Regions from separate parts of the Capra hircus genome. Here region 1 is linked to region 2. The links are chromatin contacts, called in public Hi-C maps. All regions are on one chromosome and are shown on one strand. Each heading gives the region's core, a stretch centred on a gene start, on an enhancer-like site or on the middle of the called end of the contact. The rest is flanking DNA. Distances are from core to core; before and after follow the strand shown. Region 1 overlaps OSBPL9 (oxysterol-binding protein-related protein 9). Region 2 overlaps OSBPL9 (oxysterol-binding protein-related protein 9).

Evidence for each region. A called contact is a pair of places that touch in the nucleus more often than the background predicts.
Region 1: a Hi-C map of liver shows a contact between it and region 2, with 4 times the contacts expected there. The contact joins two enhancer-like sites. A contact is called at or near these places in 4 of 5 Hi-C or Micro-C datasets (blood and liver).

What each region holds. Positions count from the first base shown.
Region 1 is chr3:26,245,224-26,251,636 of ARS1.2, forward strand. It overlaps OSBPL9 (oxysterol-binding protein-related protein 9), which reads left to right. Exons shown (of 24, transcript XM_005678430.3): 12 at 841-1,000; 13 at 6,131-6,243; 14 at 6,375-6,413. Among named protein-coding and RNA genes, the nearest start is that of NRDC, 130 kb to the right of the region's middle. Within about 2 kb of position 4,733, at least 1 of the 5 cell types and tissues checked has an H3K27ac peak or open chromatin away from gene starts, as enhancers often do.
Region 2 is chr3:26,130,024-26,136,437 of ARS1.2, forward strand. The region is part of intron 2 of OSBPL9 (oxysterol-binding protein-related protein 9); the gene reads left to right. It also overlaps the pseudogene LOC102176289. Among named protein-coding and RNA genes, the nearest start is that of OSBPL9, 35 kb to the left of the region's middle. Within about 2 kb of position 1,613, at least 1 of the 5 cell types and tissues checked has an H3K27ac peak or open chromatin away from gene starts, as enhancers often do.

The DNA.
Region 1 (6,413 bases), core at 3,483-5,982, 120 kb after region 2:
TCTTGAATACATTTTCAGTTTTGTGTGGTTGCCAGGACTGTTTGCATAGTACTTAATCATTTGTATTTCCTGGTCTCTTTCTTCCTTTCTCTGTCATTTTTTTCCCCCTTATTTCAATTAGGGAAAATTTATTTCCCATCTAATTGCTGGTATGGAGCAGGGCAGGTGGGTGGGGAGTAAAGTCATTTGCTAAGATGAACTATCTCTGGCATTCACACAATAAGCTTTGCCTATTTAGGCAGCAAACTTTCTGTGTTTATGTTTTAAAAATATCTTTGTGAACATGGTAACTGAGAGTGGCAGGTGGATGTGCTCTGTTAACTGTTGAAGTGTAGACCGTGGAATGGGCTAAAAATCCATGAGTGGGCTCTGGATTCATTTTTATTGCTGCTGTTCTTGTTTCTTCTGGAAGTGTGGCATTGGCTTTTAAATTGTCAGCAGTGACTTTACTCTCCACCAGACATTGGTAGCAGTTTGGCATAAATTGCCTGAGAGTCCTTAGATGCTCAGTAAATACTTTTTAAATTGCTCTCAATACTTCACTGTTCTGTTTGATACTTTCATTGTTATTTTTTATTACTAAGCAATGAACCCCAGATGATTATCAAAGGGACATAGCATTTTTTCATTTATTTAGAAGGCTGCGTCCCATTCTGTAATGTGATTTGCCTTTTTGTTTGTCTAGTTTAAATGTTGATTTTCTTTACAAATAGTCTAGGGACTTCTCTGCCAACTTAAATCTTTTCTTGATTTTAGTAGGTCTGCTTTGACCCCATCTTCCTAATATCTTCCTTTCTATTACCAACATTGTCTAATTTAAAACTTATTTTAACTTTCTAGGCAGTGGCCACTCACCCCCTAGTAGCAGTCTGACTTCTCCAAGCCATGTCAACTTGTCTCCAAACACAGTCCCAGAGTTCTCTTACTCTAGCAGTGAAGATGAATTCTATGATGCAGATGAATTTCATCAGAGTGGCTCATCACCAAAGCGCTTAATAGAGTGAGTAGGTGAACTAACTGTATTGAAATGAGTCTCCTGATTTTTAAAAATGTGATTTGATTTTGAAACTGGTGTTAATGACAAGCTCCTTTAAAAATTATTTGGAAAAAATGTAAAAGACAGCTTATTTTCAGTTGACTTACTGAGCAAGGCTAGTTCTGTGAGAATGTTGATTTTACTTCTGATTTAATTCAAATGGAATAAGTTAGCATCAGTTGTGGTAACATGCCAGTGTTGTTCGGTGAACTTTGGGCCTTATTTCTGTAGAACCAACACTAGGAGAGGGTCCACTGAAAGTGAGGATGCTAGGAATTATTCATGTAAGAGGGAGGTTACTACTACTAGTTTTGTATTAGAGTGAAGGTATTCAGGTACCTATAAGTAAGGCTCTGTACTAGCCAGGTAGAGGAATGATGTGTTCAGGACTTTGGACCCCATAGACTGTAAGCCTGCCAGGCTCCTCTGTCCATGGATTTTTCCAGGCAAGAATACTGGAGCAGGTTACCATGTCCTCCTCCAGGGGCTCTTTCAGACCCAGGAATTGAACCCATGTCTCTTGTGTCTCCTTCATTGGCAGGCGGATTCTTTATCACTAGCGCCACCTTATACAGAAGTGAAACAAGGGCCAATCCTTCCCCTCAGGAACATAGTCTTTTATGGGGAAAACAGACATTTATAATGTAGTGTGAAATATGCTTTGTAAGAATAAGCCCAGGAAGAATTGGGAGCGTTTTGAAGTTCTGAGAAGTCAAGAAAGGATTCACGGAGGACGGAGGGAATGTGATCCTAAGATGAGACATGGATGAGAGAGAAGGGTCATGGGGGTGAGAAGAGGAGGGGGGAAATGGGAAATGTTGTTCTCATGGAGCTGGAACCCTAATAAGAAAGGCCTGTGGGGAGCAGGGGCTTGGTTTCTTTGAGAAGTTATAAGCTAGTGAGCATGGCTGAGTGGTTATAAGTTGTGGGGAGTGGTTAAGAAGATACAGGATACAGGAGAAGTTGACAAGGGCCAGGTCATGAAGGAGTCCTTTTAGCCTTTTATGAATTTTGAACATTTTCTCGCAAGTGATGGCAGCTGCTGGTCAGGTCTACCTTTTAGAAAAATAGATAAGAAAAATATGCCTAAATTGAACAGAATTGAGTACAGTGGGAATGCATTATGTGTAGGAAGACCAGCCAAAGCTGGGTAGGAAATTGAGAAATGTTGATAACCTGAGCTACGGTCATAGCATAGGAATGGAGGGAAGCATGTGGACTCCAAAGATACAAAGTAGGCAGATTTTGGCAGTGATGGTAGATTTTCTTTTATTAGGAGATATTTGACCTATTTTACACTGTCAGATCAAAGCTAGGTGTGTTCCATTGTACAGAAAAGGCCTTTCTTTACACATGAAGTCACTTACATAATAGTTAAAGAAAGTGAAAGTCACTCAGTTGTGTCCCACTCTTTGCGACCCCATGGACTATACAATCCGTGGAATTCTTCAGGCCAGAATACTGGAGTGGATAACCCTTCCCTTCTCCAGGAGATCTTCCCAACCCAGGGATCAAACTCTAGTTTCCTACATTGCAGGCAGATTCTTTACCAGCTGAGCCACAAGGGAATCCCAAGAATATTGAAGTGGGTAGCCTATCCCTTCACCAGCGGATCTTCCCGACCCAGGAATTGAACTGGGGTCTCCTGCAGTGCCAGGCGGATTCTTTACCAATTGAGCTATCAGAGAAGCCCACTTTGATAGCCAGTCAGCAAAGTCCTTTTTATCCCTGGTAGTATATAGGTTGCTGTGATTCAACTTTGGATTCTGGAATCTTAGAAAGAAATGATAGGTTCTAAATCTGCTTTGCTTTACAGGTATGTGATCTTGGTCAAGTTATTTAACCTGTGTAATCCTCAGTTTCCTTGTTGGTAAACTGAGGATGATAATAGTTTCAAATTCAAGGAGTTGTTGTGAACACGTAGATGACAGTAATGTCAATCAAGTGCTTACAGTAACGTCTGGCATGTATAGTAAGTATGCCGTAAGCGATAGCTGTTACAGAAAGCAAATTAACATTTATTTGCTTTAATGTTTCTATATTTGTTGTAGATGTAACTGGCTTGCTTTTTGTTGGGTATTTTTTAAGAGTAAGTGCTATTGTTGCAGTTTGGGGTTTGCTTTGAAATACAGTACAGATTTGGAATTTGGGATTTGGTCACAGATTATATGTGAATTTCCAAGCTGAGTACCATCAGCCAAACTTAGACCTTGATCCTTGGTTTCTTTTAATAAGAAATCTTGTGTAGCACTTCAGTTCTCTTAAGTTTGCACATGAACTGAGAAATACAGTATCATGTGTAATTGTACCATAACTGTTCAGAATCTCAAAATTAATAAGGAAAATGACTATATTAATTCGGGAAGTTTTGTTACATAGTAGATCAAATTCAACATTTGAATGTGAGAAACGTAAAATATATGCCATTAGGTGAATACATACTGTTACAAACATGAGAGGAAGAGAGATTTGAGCCCACAATTCAAGAAGACTAGTTTAGCAGAAAGAGGTTTAGCATGTTGGTTTCTTAATGTTTATATGTGGGCAGTAAACTATTACAAGAGCATTTAACAGTTTGCCAATAAAAATTTCACTTTAATTTTGAAAAAGAATTTTTATAATAGGTTAAAAGAAAACAGGCATTTGGGAGGAAATTCCAAAATAAAGATTATTATTGATTTCTGAAGTGTTAAATCATTGTTTCCTTAAAAAGAATTAAAGAAAGTCTCCTTCATGGGACGTTAGCCATTACTTGAAACATAGTACAAATTGAGTATCAAAATGAATTGAGTATCCTCTAGAAACCTAACTATATTTATTAAAAGCTTGATGATGATATGGTTAGCCTCCTTACTACATCACTGATAGCCTCTGGGCCGTTTTAGGGGTACTCCTTAAATTTTAAATGCTTGCTTACCTGTTGTACCTGTAATAGGCATGTTTACAAAGTTACCTGCAGGCTCATAGGCATTTCTTTTTTCTCCTTAGAAACTTCCTTCTCTGTGCTCTCCCAGTACCCACCTCATAACAAACATATGATCTATGAACCTTCATGCTTCCTTATTTATATGCCTTAATCTAGATTCCAAAACTAGTAGGGACTATAGTTATTTAATTTGGCCAGCACAGTGTTTGTTGACTTTTTTTTTTTTTAATGGAGTTTAAATCCCTTCAGATTGACTATGCTGGCTCAAGGTCTCCATTTTCTTATGGAATGGGGAGTGCTCAGTCATGTCTGACTCTTTGAGATACCATGGACTACCCCGCCAGGCTCTGTCTAATTTCCAGGCAAGAATACATACCGGAGTGGGTTGTCATCTCCTCCTTCAGGGGATCTTTCCAACCCAAGGATCGAACCTGGTCTCCTGCATTGCAGGCAGATTCTTTTACTGCTGGGAAGCCCCCCTGACCCTGTTCGCATGTTTAGGCTTCCCTGGTTGGTCAGCAGTAAAGAAGCTGCCTGCAATTCAGGAGACCACCTTCAATGTAGGAGACACTGGTTCGATCCCTAGGTCAGAAAGATACCCTTGGGAAGGAAATGGCAGCCCACTCCAGTATTCTTACCTGGGAAATCCCATGGACAGAGGAGCCTGGCAGGCTACAGTCCATGCGGTCGCAAGAGTCAGACTCAACTTGGCAATTACACCATCACCACCATTCTTATACTGATGCTGTCTGTCTCGTGTCTGTAGGCATTGAGCTTGTGTGCCACCTGCTGGTCATCAGCCGCTACCACTAGTTTTCTAGCTCTCGAGTCTCTATCTACAGTTTCTCTCCCTGAAGGAAGAGAATTTGAAAGCTTAAGTCCTTCCCGCCGTTCAGTTTCTAAAGACCTGTCGTAATGATAACTTCTCTGTGAACTCATGTTCTGATACAGGCAGAGCACAGAAGATTTTTAGGGTAATGAAACTATTCTCTGCAATAACTACAATGATGAGCACTTATTGACATCCTTTTGTCAAAATGCATAAAATGTACAAGACCAAGCGTGAACGCTACTGTAAACTATGGACTTTCAGTGATAATGCCATGTCATGTAGGTTCATCAGTTGCTACAAATGTACTACCAAGTGCAGTATGTTGATAGTGGGGAAGTTGTACATATGGGAATTCTGTACTTTCTGCTCAGTTTTGCTCTGAACCTAAAATTGCTCTTTAAAAATATCACACTTATCATTAAATAAGAAATCAAAAGAAAGTAATCAAGGCAAACTATGTTTAAATTAGAATATATAATGTGTTTTGCTGGAGAAGGAAATGATATTCTACATCAGTATTCTTGCCTAGAAAATCCCACGGACAGAGTGGCCTATCTGGTGGGCTATAGTATGGAGTTCACAAAAGAGTCGAACACAACTTAGCAACTGAAGAACAGTGGTGTTTTGCATCTATAAATTTGCAATAAAAGACTTTAATGTGTGTACCATTTTATAAATAATATCTGCAGTATGAGAAATTTGGTTTCTATTTTTACCCTTAATAAGTAAACTTAGATCATTCTTTTATTAATGTACAAATACTAGTCCTGGGTAGGTTATGATCAGAGCTATATAATAGAGGGAGCTTTCTTTAGACCCTGTTAATCAGCTCATAATACCACTTACCATAAATTTACTTGTAAAAGTTAATGTACTTTTTTATTTTTTTAATTTCAAATATGGTTTTTATTGACTAGGAAAAACCTGTGTAAGCTTTTTCAAAGGATCTCAAAAATAACATCTTTCTGAGACTAATTAATAGATTTATCATTTTTGAGGTTCTGGAAATTGTTGCCAAGAATTACGACATACTTACATTTATGCAAGGAAACAAATTTGGAAAATGAATTCAAGTTTTAAATTTATATGAAGAGGCAAAATCTTACTAATTTTTCATGGCCTTTCAACATGTGAGCTTACACCATGCAAAAAACATGAAGCTGATGGGGAGAGAATCAAGCATATATATGTATATAACCAGCTAACTTTAAAGGTCTAGTTTGTTTCTGTCAGTTATCTGCATATACTGGTTTTAAGTAGCTTTATAGGTTAACGTCTTACTGTGATTTTAAATTGCTTCCTTAAAAAGCTTAAGAAGGTGATTAATATTTTTTAGTTCCTCTGGATCTGCCTCAGTCTTGACACACAGCAGCTCGGGAAATAGTCTAAAGCGTCCAGATACCACGGAATCACTTAATTCTTCCATGTCCAATGGAACAAGCGATGCTGGTAAGCAGCCTTTGAGAATTTTTACTTGATTTCCTTAAAAGTATTTGTTTGAAAAAAATTATTTACGATACTGGTAACAGCGCAGATTGGCCCAGTGTAACACCAGTCTAAGAAGATTCGTTTTATTTTAGACCTGTTCGATTCACATGATGATAGAGATGACGAAGGGG
Region 2 (6,414 bases), core at 363-2,862:
GAGGCCTTGTGTTATTTTCAAGAAGCTGAACTGCCATTTGGCTTTCTATTTAGGAAACATCTGGAGAGTTTGTTTGCAATATAGATTTCCAAGTTCCATTCTCTAGTGATAATACTGTTTTAGAACTGGGTCTGGAACCTTTTATTTTTAAACAGTTTCTCCAGGTGATTGCGTTGTATAGCCAAGTTTGGGACCACTGGTGTGGTAGAATCAGAGAGACCTGGAGCTGAATATCATTTAGCTATAGCTCTTACTGACTCTGTACCTTTGAGCAAATTTCTTAACTTCTATGAAGATAACATATAACTTGTAGGATTGTGAGGTTTAGCACTTATGTATGTACAGAGTTTGGCACATCGTACACATGCAGTGATAACTGCTGTGAACGATGATGGTAGTGGTGGTAGTGATAATGCACCTATCATCTAGGTTCCAAAGGAACATAACAAGCTCTCACGGATCTCTTCCTGCCTATTCATCCATCCTATCCTATGTTCTAACCGCACCACACTTTGTTTCTTCAACCTTGTATCATATATTTTTCTATGTCAGGAGTATTCTGTGCCCTTATCTGGTGAGCTCATCATTTTCTTTTTTTTTTTTTTTTTTTTTAAAGTTTAACATTACAATCATGAGGCAGGACAGGACAGTTCACAGGCAGCTTCCCAAAGACAGGCCAGGTCTTCTCTCCAGGCCAGGTCCAGTGCATTGCCCCGCAGAGCACTCCAGGCAGGTGGGCAGGGAGGTCCACCCTCAGTCCAGCTTCTCCAGTACAGAGAGCACGTACATTCAGCTAAGCTCGCTGCTAGAGTTCTAAGCAATGGTAGTGTTGTTCAGCAACAGGATCTGGCAGGCCAGCTGGGCCTCACTCTTCTTCCCCAGGTACACTGACTGTATAACAGGTCCCCATGGATTAGATCTGTAAAGCAAGCACAGCCTGGCCGCTGGTCACCAGCAGGTTGTCTGAAATGACACTCAGGCTTGCATCACAACCCAGGTCTTGCTGAGTGGAGTAGAGCTTGATGCCTGTGCTGCAGTCCCAGATCCTGACGAGGTCATCTAGACCACGGCTGGTGATGCGGGAGGTGGTGTAGGGGAGGGAGGTAACATCTCCACGGTGAGTGAACGTGTGGCTGACCTGGCTGCCAGTCAACACGTCCCACAGGCACATGGCCCCATCTTACCTGCCACTGACTAGCACTGTGGTCTGGTCATAGTCGTGATGGCCTCTGAATGGCTTTGCAGAGTGAAGAGGCAGCCTGAGTCCTCCAGACCGATCACCCTCAGTGTGTGGTCCTGGCTCCCAGTCACATAGTGCCTGGCCTCTGCCCCCAGGCTGTGATGGGCTTCTGGTGTGCACAGGGCACTGTGGGTCAGTGCCGCTGTGTCCTTGCTGCTGTACATGGGGAATTTGGGGGACTGCCCTACCTTGGGGCCCTTTGGAACTGCAGGAAGCTGAGGGCAGGTGTGAGTCTCCAAGGAGAAGTCAAGGAAACTATTGAGCCAGGCAGCCAGTCCTTTTGTCTCCGTGTTGCCGGAGGAGACCTCCTCGCTGCTGCAGTGCAGAGTGCCCTCGATGGCCTCCCATACCTCCAGCCGACCACTGCTCCACCCACCACCATGGGATTGCCCTGAGCTCCAGGCTCCACATAGGGCCGTCTGTGCTGGGGGACCAGATGAGGAAAGGGAAGTTCTGAGAGGAGTGCCTCCCTCATCCTCAGGGGCCTGGGGCAGAGTGGGTGCAGGGCTCGTGTGTGGAGAGGAGCCATTCCAAATCTCTTCCTAGTATACTGGCTGCACCAGGCGGCTGAAATCATTTCCTGGGGAGTCCTGAGCAGGGCAACAGCCCACCAAGTGCTAGGACTCAGGCTCAGTTAGCTTTGGGAGCTGCAGCTATGCTGAGAAGTTGGTGAGATCAAACAGGTGAGGTCTGACAGATCCCCAAAGAAGGGAGGTGGCGGAGGGCCTTGTGATGGTGCTGTAGTGGAGGACTGTCCCCGGGCCGCTCTGGCCACCCTTCCTGCTGTCTGACAGCCATTCCCAGCTCTCCTGAGCCTCGAGCTCATTGCCAACACCACTGTCATGATGCTGCCCGCCTGGGCGCCGGATGCTGGTGAGGTTGTCTCCAATGTGTGCATCTCATACATACTTGTGGCCTGCCAAGCAACAGCTCATCAGCAGCATCCCATCGCTGGCCAGAGACTCAATGTCCATGAGGTGCCCATGCAGCACCAGGGGCACGATCTCCATCTCAGGTGGCCTGTAGCTGTAGTCACTGCAGGCCAGCACCCCATACCATGGGTCTGCCAGGGTCCTGCACCAGGCTACTTATAGTTACTCGGGCAGAGCATGCCGTACAGGCAGAGCAGCAGCAGCACAATGATGCCCGAGGCCTCACTGAGCTCCCCCACCTTGTGCAGGGTGATGTCTCTGTGTGCATGCACTGTGTCTGCCCCCCTGAGACCAGCCTCCCAGAGCCCATTCTGCCCAGGCCATGGTGGAAGCCAGGGGTTGTGGGTGTCCTGAGGGTGCTGCCCCTCCAGAGGCTTCCGTTGGGTTTGGGGCGGGAGGTGTGACAGGGATGACAGGCAGCAGGTTGACGTCCCTCTGGGTCAGTGTGATGATGTAGTAGCTGAAGAGTGTTGGCTAGTGCCCGAAGGATGGTCTCCTCCAATGTTCCTCATCCTCAGGCCCCCAGGTTACTCTGGGGCTGCGCTGTCGTGGACACCCTCAGGTGGACCATTGGGCCTGCTGGGCAGCTCCCCCAGCCATGTCTGATTCTTGGGTGACTTAGAGGTGTCAGGTGGGAAGATGGAGGTGGGATCTGGCTGGCTGAAGGACACCACATCACTGGGTACAGACAGGGGAGCCAGGGTGCTGTCACCCAGAGAACCCTGTTCTGTCACCTGGGCAGCTAGGTCTGTGTACACCAGGATACCAGTCAAGACCTCAGTGCCGGCCATGGCAGGTGCTGTGTTAGGCAGGTTCAGGCCGGGAAGCAGACTGCATGCAGCCTCTTGGGGAACCACAGGTTTTGGAAGGAGAATGGTTGTAGCATGATGGCGTGGGGTGTGGACAACTGTCGTTCAAGGCGTGTTGGCCATGCCACTGGCTTAGCCGGGGTCAGTCAGGCCTCAGGGGGCAGCCGCTTGTTCATATCTGCCAGCTCTATCCAGCAAATGTCAATGAACAGTGCTAAAAAACAGCGTTTGAAGGAAGAAGTCAGACACCAGGCCCACAACGGCAAAGCAATAAAAACTCCTGAGTGGCAGGCATGAGGGTGAAGTAGCCAACGAGGATGATGCCCAGCTCTGTGACCATGGTTTCCATGATGGACCAGCTCTCTCTGCTTAGGCCTTGGGCAATGCACAGCTTCCTCTTGAGATCCACTGGGGTGGAGACCACTGACTTGGTGAGCACCAACACGTTCTCTAGCCCAGTGATCACCACAAGGTAGGGGAAAACCTCACCACTGTTGAGGGTGGGCATCAGGCCAAAGAGTGTGCAGAGCCCCACAGATGTCAGCAGTGATCCGAGTACTGTGACCATGGTGGGCAGAGCCAGCGCCCATTTGGACTTGGCCTTGTGTATCTTGCACGTGAAGTAGAGGTAGTCCTGATGTGGGTAGGCACAGGACGATGAGCTCAGCGATGCCAGTCTCCTCCTCGAAGTGCACATGGACCAGGCTCTCTGCCCAGCTGGGACTGGGGTGCAGGCGCATCAGGGAGGCCCACAGACTGCCCGGAAACTTGATATGGTAGTGCCGAAGACCAGGATGACGGTGTACGAGACCAGTCTCTTCCTGGGGTAGAGGCTGTACTCACGGATCAGCCCATGGTTGCAGCAGGCCTGAGATATCATCTCCTGCAGCCTGTCAGTCAGGTCATCCTCAGCTGAAGTCACCTTGCTTCCCTCCTGGAAAGTGACCATGCGTCAGCCTGGCACACATTGGGCAGCCCTGACAGTGGACACTGTCTGCGCGCACAAGTCTGAAGCAAGTTCTTGAAGCAGTATCCCACCATGTGTGGCAGATGGCGGGCAGGACATGGTGACCAAGCTCATCTTTTAAGAGACTTTTCAAATGGTGATTCTTCATGAAGCATTCCTTCTAACCATCCTTCATCCTTCTAACCAACCAACCACCCACATCCTTCTAACAGATTTGATCCTCTTCCGTTTGTCACTTATAGCCATGAAAGGACTTTTAGATGATATTACGTGTTAAGTAGTCTGTTTCTCTGCCCACTAGTGAGTTCACACCCAGTGTCACAAATGCATGGTACATTGTAAGTAGGTACTCAAAAAATGCTTCTTGTTGATTTCATGTAATTATAAAAATAAGGAATACATTTTAGGGAATTTACCTTTACTGTAGTTTATAGACAAAAGAAGTTAAACACAGTGGCATGGATGTGTTTTTTTAAAAAGAAAAAAAAGCAAGACACCCACGTGGTTTTAGGCTACATGAAGGAATAGGGAAAGGAACCAGTAGTTACTGAGGAAGTGCTTTGTGTTGCCAAATTTTTATTGATATCGCCATGATAACCCTCTCAGGTCAGTGGTGGTATTTTGTTTTACAAATGAGAAGACTGAGACTCAAGCTTACAAAGTCACATAGTTAGTAAATGGTGAATCTGGGGTGAACTTGGGTCTGTCTCGTTCCAAAGCCCTGTTCAGCCCTTAATGTTTCCAGGCTCCTATTCTTCTTGACTACAAGAGTCAATAATGCAGATGCTCCAACTTGATGCACAGAAGTGGAAAACTAGTGGAGGAAACCATTTCCTTCCATCTTTCTTTGACTGTGTTAATGTCAGAGTGTGGCCACTAGATGGTGCCCTTGGCCTTGATGGAGAAGTACAATAGCCAGTTGAGTCCTGGGGTCTGATTTTTTTTTTTCCCCCTTCTGGGACTCAACCAAAAGCAAAACATTAATATTTCCAGGTAACATGAAAAATGGAGAAGTGTTACTATTAAAGAGGCAGTGTGGGGGTAGAGACAAGAACAGGTAAAAAATGAAATGGAATTCAAATCCAGATTTGTCACTTACTAGCTTTGTGACTTCAGGGAACTCATTTATTCAGTTTTTTATCCAGTTATTCAGTTATTTATCAGTGTATCCATTTATTCAGTTATTTATCCATTTATTCAGTTATTTATCCAGGTAACATGAAAAATGGAGAAGTGTTAGTGTTAAAGAGGCAGTGTGGGGGTAGAGACAAGAACAGGTGAAAAATGAAATGGAATTCAAATCCAGATTGGCCACTTACTAGCTTTGTGACTTCAGGGAACTCATTTATTCAGTTCTAAGTCCTATTTCCTTTACCTCTGGAATGGCCTCATGTCATTTACTCATGTAATTATGAATATCACATTAATGGATACATTATAAAGTATCCAATTCTTAATGAATGATAATTACTGTTGTTACTAATTACTAAATATATTGTGACTTTTTGAAAACTGTTAATCCATATGTGACTTTTTTTTTTTTAACCAATCCAGTGAAACTGAGTACTTCATTTATTTATTGTGCTTATCATCAGAGTTGATTGATTCCCTGAGGAAGGAGTCTCATATTCTCTTAGTCCATTACAAGAGAGTACAGCACTGTCCTGTGATGGGTTAATAGTTTTAGCGTTGATTTCTTCCAGTGCCTTATTTCAGTGATTCTACATTATTTTTGCATATGTTAACATCTCTGGCATTGGAATGCGTTTTATAATCATTGATATCTTAGCATGGATACGATTAGATATTTTTAGACTAATGTATAACCTTGAGAGTATCCTTCTCCCCATCCTCTTAGATCTACATCCTGTCTGCATCGTTCTGTCAGTTGTTTTGTCATTTCATTATGAAAAATTACTCTATTGATTTAAGTCCTTCTTTGTTAATTCACTAGCTTGTTTTGCAGGCATCATCTCTTCTCTGTGAATTTGACATTAAGAATCTCTTCTCCGACTTTCTTGTACAAGATGTAAACATCTATTTAATCTCTTGTGATTAGTACATAGAGTCATTAATGCTATTTTCTGAATGTTTATCATATTTTATGGTTATAAATTTAAAAATAAGGTGATAAAAAATGATGTTCCAGGAAAATACCAAAAGAAAGCTAGGAAATAGTATTATTAATAATATCAGAAATAATAGACCTTAAGGCTTGCCTGGATTGATTTCAGAAAGTAAATCTGAGTTTGATTCTAGGAATTATATAACCTTAATCTTCAGTTTTTAAATAAAAATTCCTGGGAATCTAATAATGAACTATTGGTGGTAAAATAAATAAATAATAGACTTTAAGAAAAAGATTAGAATTGTATGGGAAAAGAGGGTACTCAAAACTCAGTGTCGCATATATAACATTCTTTGACAATGGTGGAACAAATTAGAAACTCCTTAACAAAACAGTAG